Regions from separate parts of the Danio rerio genome. Here region 2 is linked to region 1. A link is a contact called in public Micro-C data. All regions are on one chromosome and are shown on one strand. Each heading gives the region's core, a stretch centred on a gene start, on an enhancer-like site or on the middle of the called end of the contact. The rest is flanking DNA. Distances are from core to core; before and after follow the strand shown. Region 1 holds the start of tmem230b (transmembrane protein 230b). Region 2 has its middle 78 kb from the start of dpysl2a.

Region 1 (4,114 bases), core at 1,038-3,537:
GATGCTAATGTTATTTTGAAGTCATACTTGCATGTGATTTCAGACCGAATATTCAACATAGCATGGTAAACAATATAATGTCGAGAGTTGTCACTTGAATGAACAACTGTGCGAAAAAAAGACCAACTTTACCTCAATTTTAGACAGTTTGAGAAATATTCTGAACACAAAAAATACATTTATTACCTCAAAAATGGTTGTACAGTATACCGAAGATATGCTATATGACAAGTGCTAAAATTGAAGTAAACACCATTGAATCATGAACTGAAGTGAATAAATATGAAAATTCTCTCACCTGGAGATCAATGTATCCATCATCATCACTGGCTAGTTTGGAGTATCTGACTCCACTGTTTATAGTGCTTCGAGCAGGCATCTTCTCACTTTGTTGAGGTTTTTCCACTATGATTCAAAAGCACGTCACAAAAACACACAAATGAAAATAATAATCAAACATATTCCTGCTCTAATCTATTACTAATCTGCTACTTCAGCATCATTAATGTAAAACTGAGGTAAAGTCCCTGCTGAAAAAAACAGCATATGCTAGTAAGGTATGTATCAATGCTGGTATGCTGGTCTTGCTGGTCTCAATGCTGGTCTTGCTGGTTTCAGTGCTGGTCTCAATGTTGGTTTTGCTGGTCTCAATGCTGCTCCTGACCAGCATTGAGACCAGCAAGACCAACATTGAGACCAGCAAAACCAGCATTGAGACAAGCAGGACCAGCATTGAGACGAGCAGGACCAGCATTGAGACGAGCAGGACCAGCATTGAGACGAGCAGGACCAGCATTGAGACGAGCAGGACCAGCATTGAGACGAGCAGGACCAGCATTGAAACAAGCAAGACCAGCATAAAAACATACCTTACCAGCATAAGCTGTTTTTTTTAAGCAGGGGTTGGTTTTATATTCGCACATTTGTTTATTTTTGAACAGTGACAGCTTGTGACACAGTCTCTAAATTGTTGACCAAGCTACTTTGAATATTGATTACAGACTCTTTTTTTAACCAAGTTGTTTTCAAGCCTAGCTCTATTACCTATTGTAAAAAATGTTAGATTTCCTAAATGAGAAAGAATTTGGTCATTAACTCACAAATCTTTTGTTACAAATAACAGTTAATCAGTTAATTAAAAAAGAATACTGATATAAATGGCTCCTGTTCTTTGCATTTGGAAACTGCACCCCACATTTTTTGGCAATGTGGTTATGTTAAAAAGCTTTAGTTTGATGCTTCTGTCTTTATAAAAAAATACATTGCTTCATTTTAATTTGCATTTTGAAAACATCATTTTTGGATATTTTAATTACAAAGTTTTTAAGACCATTATGAATCAAATTTTAGATTTATAAAGGGCTAAACACTAATGGACCGGTTATAATTTTTTGTTTTTTAATTTTCTTTGCGACATATTCTAATGTGTCAAAACAAGAAAACTGTAGTTGTAAACACCTTTTTTCAACATAATATTTCTTTTATTTTAAATAATAAGTTTATTTACTAGGGAGACAATGACATGAATAATCAAAAATATACATTTGTTCGCTTTAGGTCTAAATTAATGTAAAGTGATATGTAAAGTGATATGTTGCTCTGTTATTATCATTAGGAACTGCGTAAATGTTTTCAGTTTTCTTTCCCTGATTAGGGAATTTATGCTGCTGTAAAAATGTTGAACAGCTATTGTATATTGTATACGCATAGTGCAGTGTTAACGTTCAAGCTATTTATTATGTTTAAAATGGCTGACAATAATAAATATTCCTAATAATAGAAATTAATCTGCCTCATTTTTGCACAGTGCAGAGCTTTGGCTGCTTAATTAGGCATACTACGCTACTGCATTTCAATATATTATGGTGGTACTTGGAGAGACATTTTTTTCTGAGGTGGTACTTAGTGAAAAAAGTTTGAGAATCACTGCACTATTTAATTGACTGTAAACAATGTTGTACTTTTGTAGCCATTGGCTAATAATATGATATCCATGTGTAGAATTAGCAATGAATAATTTTCTGAAGGTATATTTTGAATGAAAGTTATATAAAGGTTGAATGTGCAAATATGAAACCAACTTTAACGTTCCCCAATAATGTCAAAGCAGAAACACACGTCAAATGTAGCCTACTTATCAATATAGCACGTCTACCTAATTATTTTGATAAATTACCTTGAACCTGATATTGCAGAAGAGTCTGTTGACGTTTTATCTTGAAGCTCGAGACAAAATATTAAGTCATTTTAGCTAGAATTGAGTAAAGTCGTCCTTAGGTCAGTTTGTGTAGGTCCAGCATGAGATTATAAACAAAACACTTCCGGATGTGAACACCACGCATGCGCCCTCTGCGTTCTCTGGTTTATCTCAAACCTCATTTGCGCTTTCAATGCGCTCACGATAAAACCACACGAGGGAGCTCTGTCACAGAATAAAAGTGTTTATTGATCGATTAAAGGCTGTCTTCGGTGAGTAAGCTTTATTATATATAAACAGCGGACTCTAATAAAGGATTTGAGAGAATATATGGTGACACTAACAACGGTAAGTGGTATAATATCGTGTGATAATCTACATCAGGGGTCACCAACATGGCTCAAAATAGCTCACCATAACACCACATAAGAGTAAGCTGCATCTAATATTTTTATATGTATTCTTTTTAAATCACACTTGCATTGATGTGAATTTGAAAATTACTTTAAGTTATATATATACTTTAAAAACAATTACAGACAAATGAAGTGTTGCATATTGATATTTATCTAACTTGTTAAATCATTGTTGACAACTACTGTGAGAAATCATTAACATGATTAATGTCTTCACAAAGATGAATATTATTAATTATTAAAAATAACATATAATTAAAAGTAAATTAAGAAAAATGTGTTATTTAATAACTGGTAGCCCTTCACACTAATCGGTACCCAAGAAGTAGCTCTCAGTTTCCAAAAGGTTGGTGACCCCTGATCTACATCATCTACTAAAAACAAAAGAAAAGATGAGGAGTAAAATAAATAAATAAATAGTCTTAGTTTATTATTTCCCCTACTTACATATGTATTTCTGTGCGGCTGTGTTTTATCTAAATATTTTATTATTGACATTGAATTACTTATTTAGTAACTGGGCTACTTTTCAGACAGTAATAAAAATATACAATTTAAATACAATTAAAGTTATGTAATTTGTAATTACAAAATTTTTGAAGTAACTTACGTTCACAACCCAAAAATATATAAATAAACAATTACTGTTACTAATAATAACACATTTTTAATTCAGTCTTGCTGTTTTGTTTAGTGGGGCGAAGCAGTGGCGCAGTAGGTAGTGCTGTCATCTCACAGCAAGAAGGTCGCTGGTTCAAGCCTCGGCTCAGTTGGCGTTTCTGTGTGGAGTTTGCATGTTGCCCTGCTTTCGCGTGGGTTTCCTCCGGGTGCTCCGGTTTCCCCCACAGTCCAAAAACATATGGTACAGGTGAATTGGGTTGGCTAAATTGTCCATAGTGTATGAGTGTTTGTGTGAATGTGTGTGTGGATGTTTCCCAGAGATGGGTTGTGGCTGGAAGGGCATCTGCTGCGTAAAAACTTGCTGGATAAGTTTTTCTTAGACCCTGGATTAATAAAGGGACTAAGCCGACAAGAAAATGAATGAATGAATGTTTAGTGTGACGGAGGCCAGCTAGTAAGTGCTGTGCTGCTAAACCTCAATCCTGTGACCTCTAAAGGTGTTTTAGCCTCCTTGGTAGAGCAACTGACTCCCATGCGGAAACTCGCCGGTTCGATACCAGCTTGGAGTGGGTTGGGTGGTGTAAGACTGGTGGGGTTAAATTGGTGCCGTGACCCGGATGGGAGGGAGGTTTAAGGGGGTGAGTGTAAGGGAGGCCAGGTGGAAAGTGCTGTGCAGGTAAACCTCACTCCTCTGACCTCTAAAGGTGCTCTACCGACAGACGCTAGAGGCCATGGTCTTTAGCCTCCCTGGTAGAGCAACCGACTCCCATGCGGACAGTCGCCGGCTCGGAGCGGGTTGGGGGACGTAGGACCGGCGGGGTTACACTAGCATAAAAATGTAGTGTGAATTTGGGTAATCTGGGACACCTAAGCTTCTGTG
Region 2 (4,114 bases), core at 572-3,071, 140 kb after region 1:
AGATAGATAGATAGATAGATAGATAGATAGATAGATAGATAGATAGATAGATAGATAGATAGATAGATAGATAGATAGATAGATAGATAGATAGATAGATAGATAGATAGATAGATAGATAGATAGATAGATAGATAGATAGATAGATAGATAGATAGATAGATAGATAGATAGATAGATAGATAGATAGATAGATAGATAGATAGATAGATAGATAGATAGATAGATAGATAGATAGATAGATAGATAGATAGATAGATAGATAGATAGATAGATAGATAGATAGATAGATAGATAGATAGATAGATAGATAGATAGATAGATAGATAGATAGATAGATAGATAGATAGATAGATAGATAGATAGATAGATAGATAGATAGATAGATAGATAGATAGATAGATAGATAGATAGATAGATAGATAGATAGATAGATAGATAGATAGATAGATAGATAGATAGATAGATAGATAGATAGATAGATAGATAGATAGATAGATAGATAGATAGATAGATAGATAGATAGATAGATAGATAGATAGATAGATAGATAGATAGATAGATAGATAGATAGATAGATAGATAGATAGATAGATAGATAGATAGATAGATAGATAGATAGATAGATAGATAGATAGATAGATAGATAGATAGATAGATAGATAGATAGATAGATAGATAGATAGATAGATAGATAGATAGATAGATAGATAGATAGATAGATAGATAGATAGATAGATAGATAGATAGATAGATAGATAGATAGATAGATAGATAGATAGATAGATAGATAGATAGATAGATAGATAGATAGATAGATAGATAGATAGATAGATAGATAGATAGATAGATAGATAGATAGATAGATAGATAGATAGATAGATAGATAGATAGATAGATAGATAGATAGATAGATAGATAGATAGATAGATAGATAGATAGATAGATAGATAGATAGATAGATAGATAGATAGATAGATAGATAGATAGATAGATAGATAGATAGATAGATAGATAGATAGATAGATAGATAGATAGATAGATAGATAGATAGATAGATAGATAGATAGATAGATAGATAGATAGATAGATAGATAGATTAGATTCACCTATGCCAGGTGCCGTGTGTAGTCCACATATAGGGCGGATTGGTACTAGATTGAATATTTTCCCACCTTTTTGCTGGGCGTACCAATATAATGAACCAATATAGTGCCAGGTAAATGTATTTTTAAATCAATTTATTTTTAATAACAATAAGTATTATTTTTATTTAATACAAACTTTTACACTATTTAATTTAAAGAATCAAATCCCCTGTAATTCTCACCCTGCTAACAACAATACTCTTGTAATTTTATAATGTTATTGCTGAATGTTCACTTTTAAAATTGTTGATGTTGTCATAAAGTTGTTGCAAGACCTAAAATAACATTTTAGCATAGTAAAAAACACTGAAAAAACAAAGTCTCACAAAAATTTAAAGACAATTATTTCCTAAATGGGAAAAATATGTAGACATGCAGTAATAAATATGCTTTTTTATCATCATCATGTTATATGGACAAATCACTCATAGCATTTCATAAAGGGCACGAAAATATAAGCTCATGGACATGCTAAACTTCATCATGATCCTGAAGTGAACGAGATGCACTGCTTTTTTGCTGTCCAACACCTCCTCCTGCTGTTCTACTGTGGACATAACATTCAAAGGTTGAACACTTTGGTTGTTGTATTTCTTCAGGATATACTGTATGGGCCTACTCAGTGTATAATATTCGCTTTCTGTACGTTATATTTACAGATGATAGAGTGCGGTATGTACAACAACGCATTAGCATTAGCTGACAACGCCCAAACTCTTCTCCACAAAGCTGTTGTGAAGATACAGCACTAAAGTTCTCCACTTAATAAGGGATAAGAGTAAAGCAAGTTTCAGAACTAGGAGAAAAGCGTTAGGAAAACGTTATAATATCACAACGCAGGGAGGAAAAACAGAGATACTAACCGCAAATTGATCTCCATTTTCCGCGAGAGCTTTGCATCCTCTTGCTTGCTTTGTAGCACCATGCTTGTTTTGAGTGCGGTGGGAGCGACTAGAGCAATCAACCAATCAGAGAGTGAGCTCACTCAGTGACACGCCTATCGTGTGATACAAGAGATTTAATTTCATTCAAGCCAAATTCGCCAATAATGTCACGTAAAGCATAAATATAGGCTGTTTTGCACATATAATTGGTAATTCGTGGATTTGTAGCAATTAATAAATGAATAATTTAAACCATTTAATAGACTATTTGTATTATTAACATGGGGAATAGGGTATATGCCGAGCAAGTGTTGTTCTAATACTGATAAACTTCCGGTGACTGGTTATTGTGAGTTTTTTTCTCTTATACGATTCCTTTTACAGCATCGATGTTGTAATGTAATTCAAACACAATCAATTAAACAGACTTTGGCATTCATTTAGTTGCTCAAGACAAAAAGCTGTTTGCTCGCAAGCGCCCGTCAGATATGGCAGTCAGGCGCAGAAGCTCCATTGTATATACTGGGGTAAAATAATGCTCATATTTTAAAGACATGGTGCAGAAAATGTAATTTAATGCAGTGCTTCTTGTACAATCTGGGACCCACTTTATATATCACTCAGCCAGTGGAGATCGCTGATTTTTAAAGAAAACAGACCTTAAACGCACCGATTTTGCATTGGCATATAGTTCACCGGAAGCGGTTAACCCAGATTACTGGCAAATTAAAAGTCCTATTAGCATACTGCATAAACCCTATTGTTCGGTAAAGTCTAGATCGGATATGCGGCCGGCCGGAAGTGCGATATGCACATTAATAAAGCAGCATTTTGTTATGACACTGTATAACAATAATTCATATTTTTACAGTACTGTGAGGGTTGGATTTAGGGTTGGGGGTAGGCGTTAAAAAATACATTTTATTGGGTAATTTAATAGATAACATAACTAATACTCAGTACAACAACTGTTTTTACATTACTGTGACGGTTGGGTTTAGGGTTGGGGTGGGGGTAGACGTTGATAAAATACAACAAATGAAAAATTTGATAAATAATAGAAATAATTTGCGTTAACTTCCGGCCGCAAACGTATCCGCTCTAGCAACAACCCTATTGTTCCTATGTTTATTTAATTTTTTAAAATTGTTTACACACAGTTACTTGTATTTCAGACACAATGACTACAACATGTAACTGATGCACCAACCCCCTGAACCAATTATGCTAAACTACAAGTACAATTCCTGCTTTACACTCAAATTGCAGGTTTAAAACACACTTTTTTTTTCAAAGCACTACACACAATTGTCTGTATTTGGCACAATTTTCATGCAGAAAAACTCTTGTTTTTACAAGGAACGCACTGTCATTCACAATTGTAAAGTTAGTTGCCCTACTTAGCATACTAACTCATCACATGGGTAAACACCTGTTACACATAATTGCTATTCAGAAATCAGAGCTCATCTGGTTCATAACTGGTTCACTGCCCACCCACGTTTTTTAGTTGTTTTTCTCCCTCCATATTCTCCATTCCTCAATCCTATTGAGGATTTTTTTTTCTGCCTGGGGATGGAAAGTCTATGACTAAAATCCACACTTTTTTTTTTACTGTAACTGTATTGTGTAAATACTTCTGTTGATGGCATATGTAGACCACGTTATGTGCATCTTTGTGTTGGTTGGGATGAACACTGTGTACACTGTTTTTGTGAGAAAAATATAGTAAACTATATTTGGTACCATGTATTTGTGTGTTTTGTATGAAAACAATATTCTGAAATATTTTACAATGCAATTATGTAGGCCCATGTACTGTCTGTAGTAAGTGTAACACTGAACAAAAAAAGGGCTAAGTACAGTAAGTCATTATGATGAATGGAGAAGAAGTGATCATAGTGTTTTACAGCTGCAACTGTCTGTCTGTCTTTTTGGGGAGGCCAGTGAGGACTCCATTACAGTAATCCACCCTGCTGCTGATAAAAGCATGAACAAGTTTCTCTAAGTCCTCACTGAAGACAAAACATCTGATTCTTTTATGTTGTTTGACCCTTAGAGCCAAGGTACGCACTCACCTTG

Evidence for each region. A called contact is a pair of places that touch in the nucleus more often than the background predicts.
Region 2: a contact with region 1 is called in a Micro-C map of caudal fin, with 4 times the contacts expected there. The contact joins the enhancer-like site here to the promoter of tmem230b in region 1. A contact is called at or near these places in 2 of 18 Hi-C or Micro-C datasets (caudal fin and an unstated tissue).

The regions. Positions count from the first base shown.
Region 1 is chr8:6,491,104-6,495,217 of GRCz12tu, forward strand. tmem230b (transmembrane protein 230b) reads right to left here and starts at 2,288. Exons shown (of 4, transcript NM_001102640.1): 1 at 2,177-2,288; 2 at 299-405. The coding sequence starts at 379.
Region 2 is chr8:6,633,385-6,637,498 of GRCz12tu, forward strand. No RefSeq gene overlaps it. Among named protein-coding and RNA genes, the nearest start is that of dpysl2a, 78 kb to the right of the region's middle. Within about 2 kb of position 1,822, at least 5 of the 62 cell types and tissues checked have an H3K27ac peak or open chromatin away from gene starts, as enhancers often do.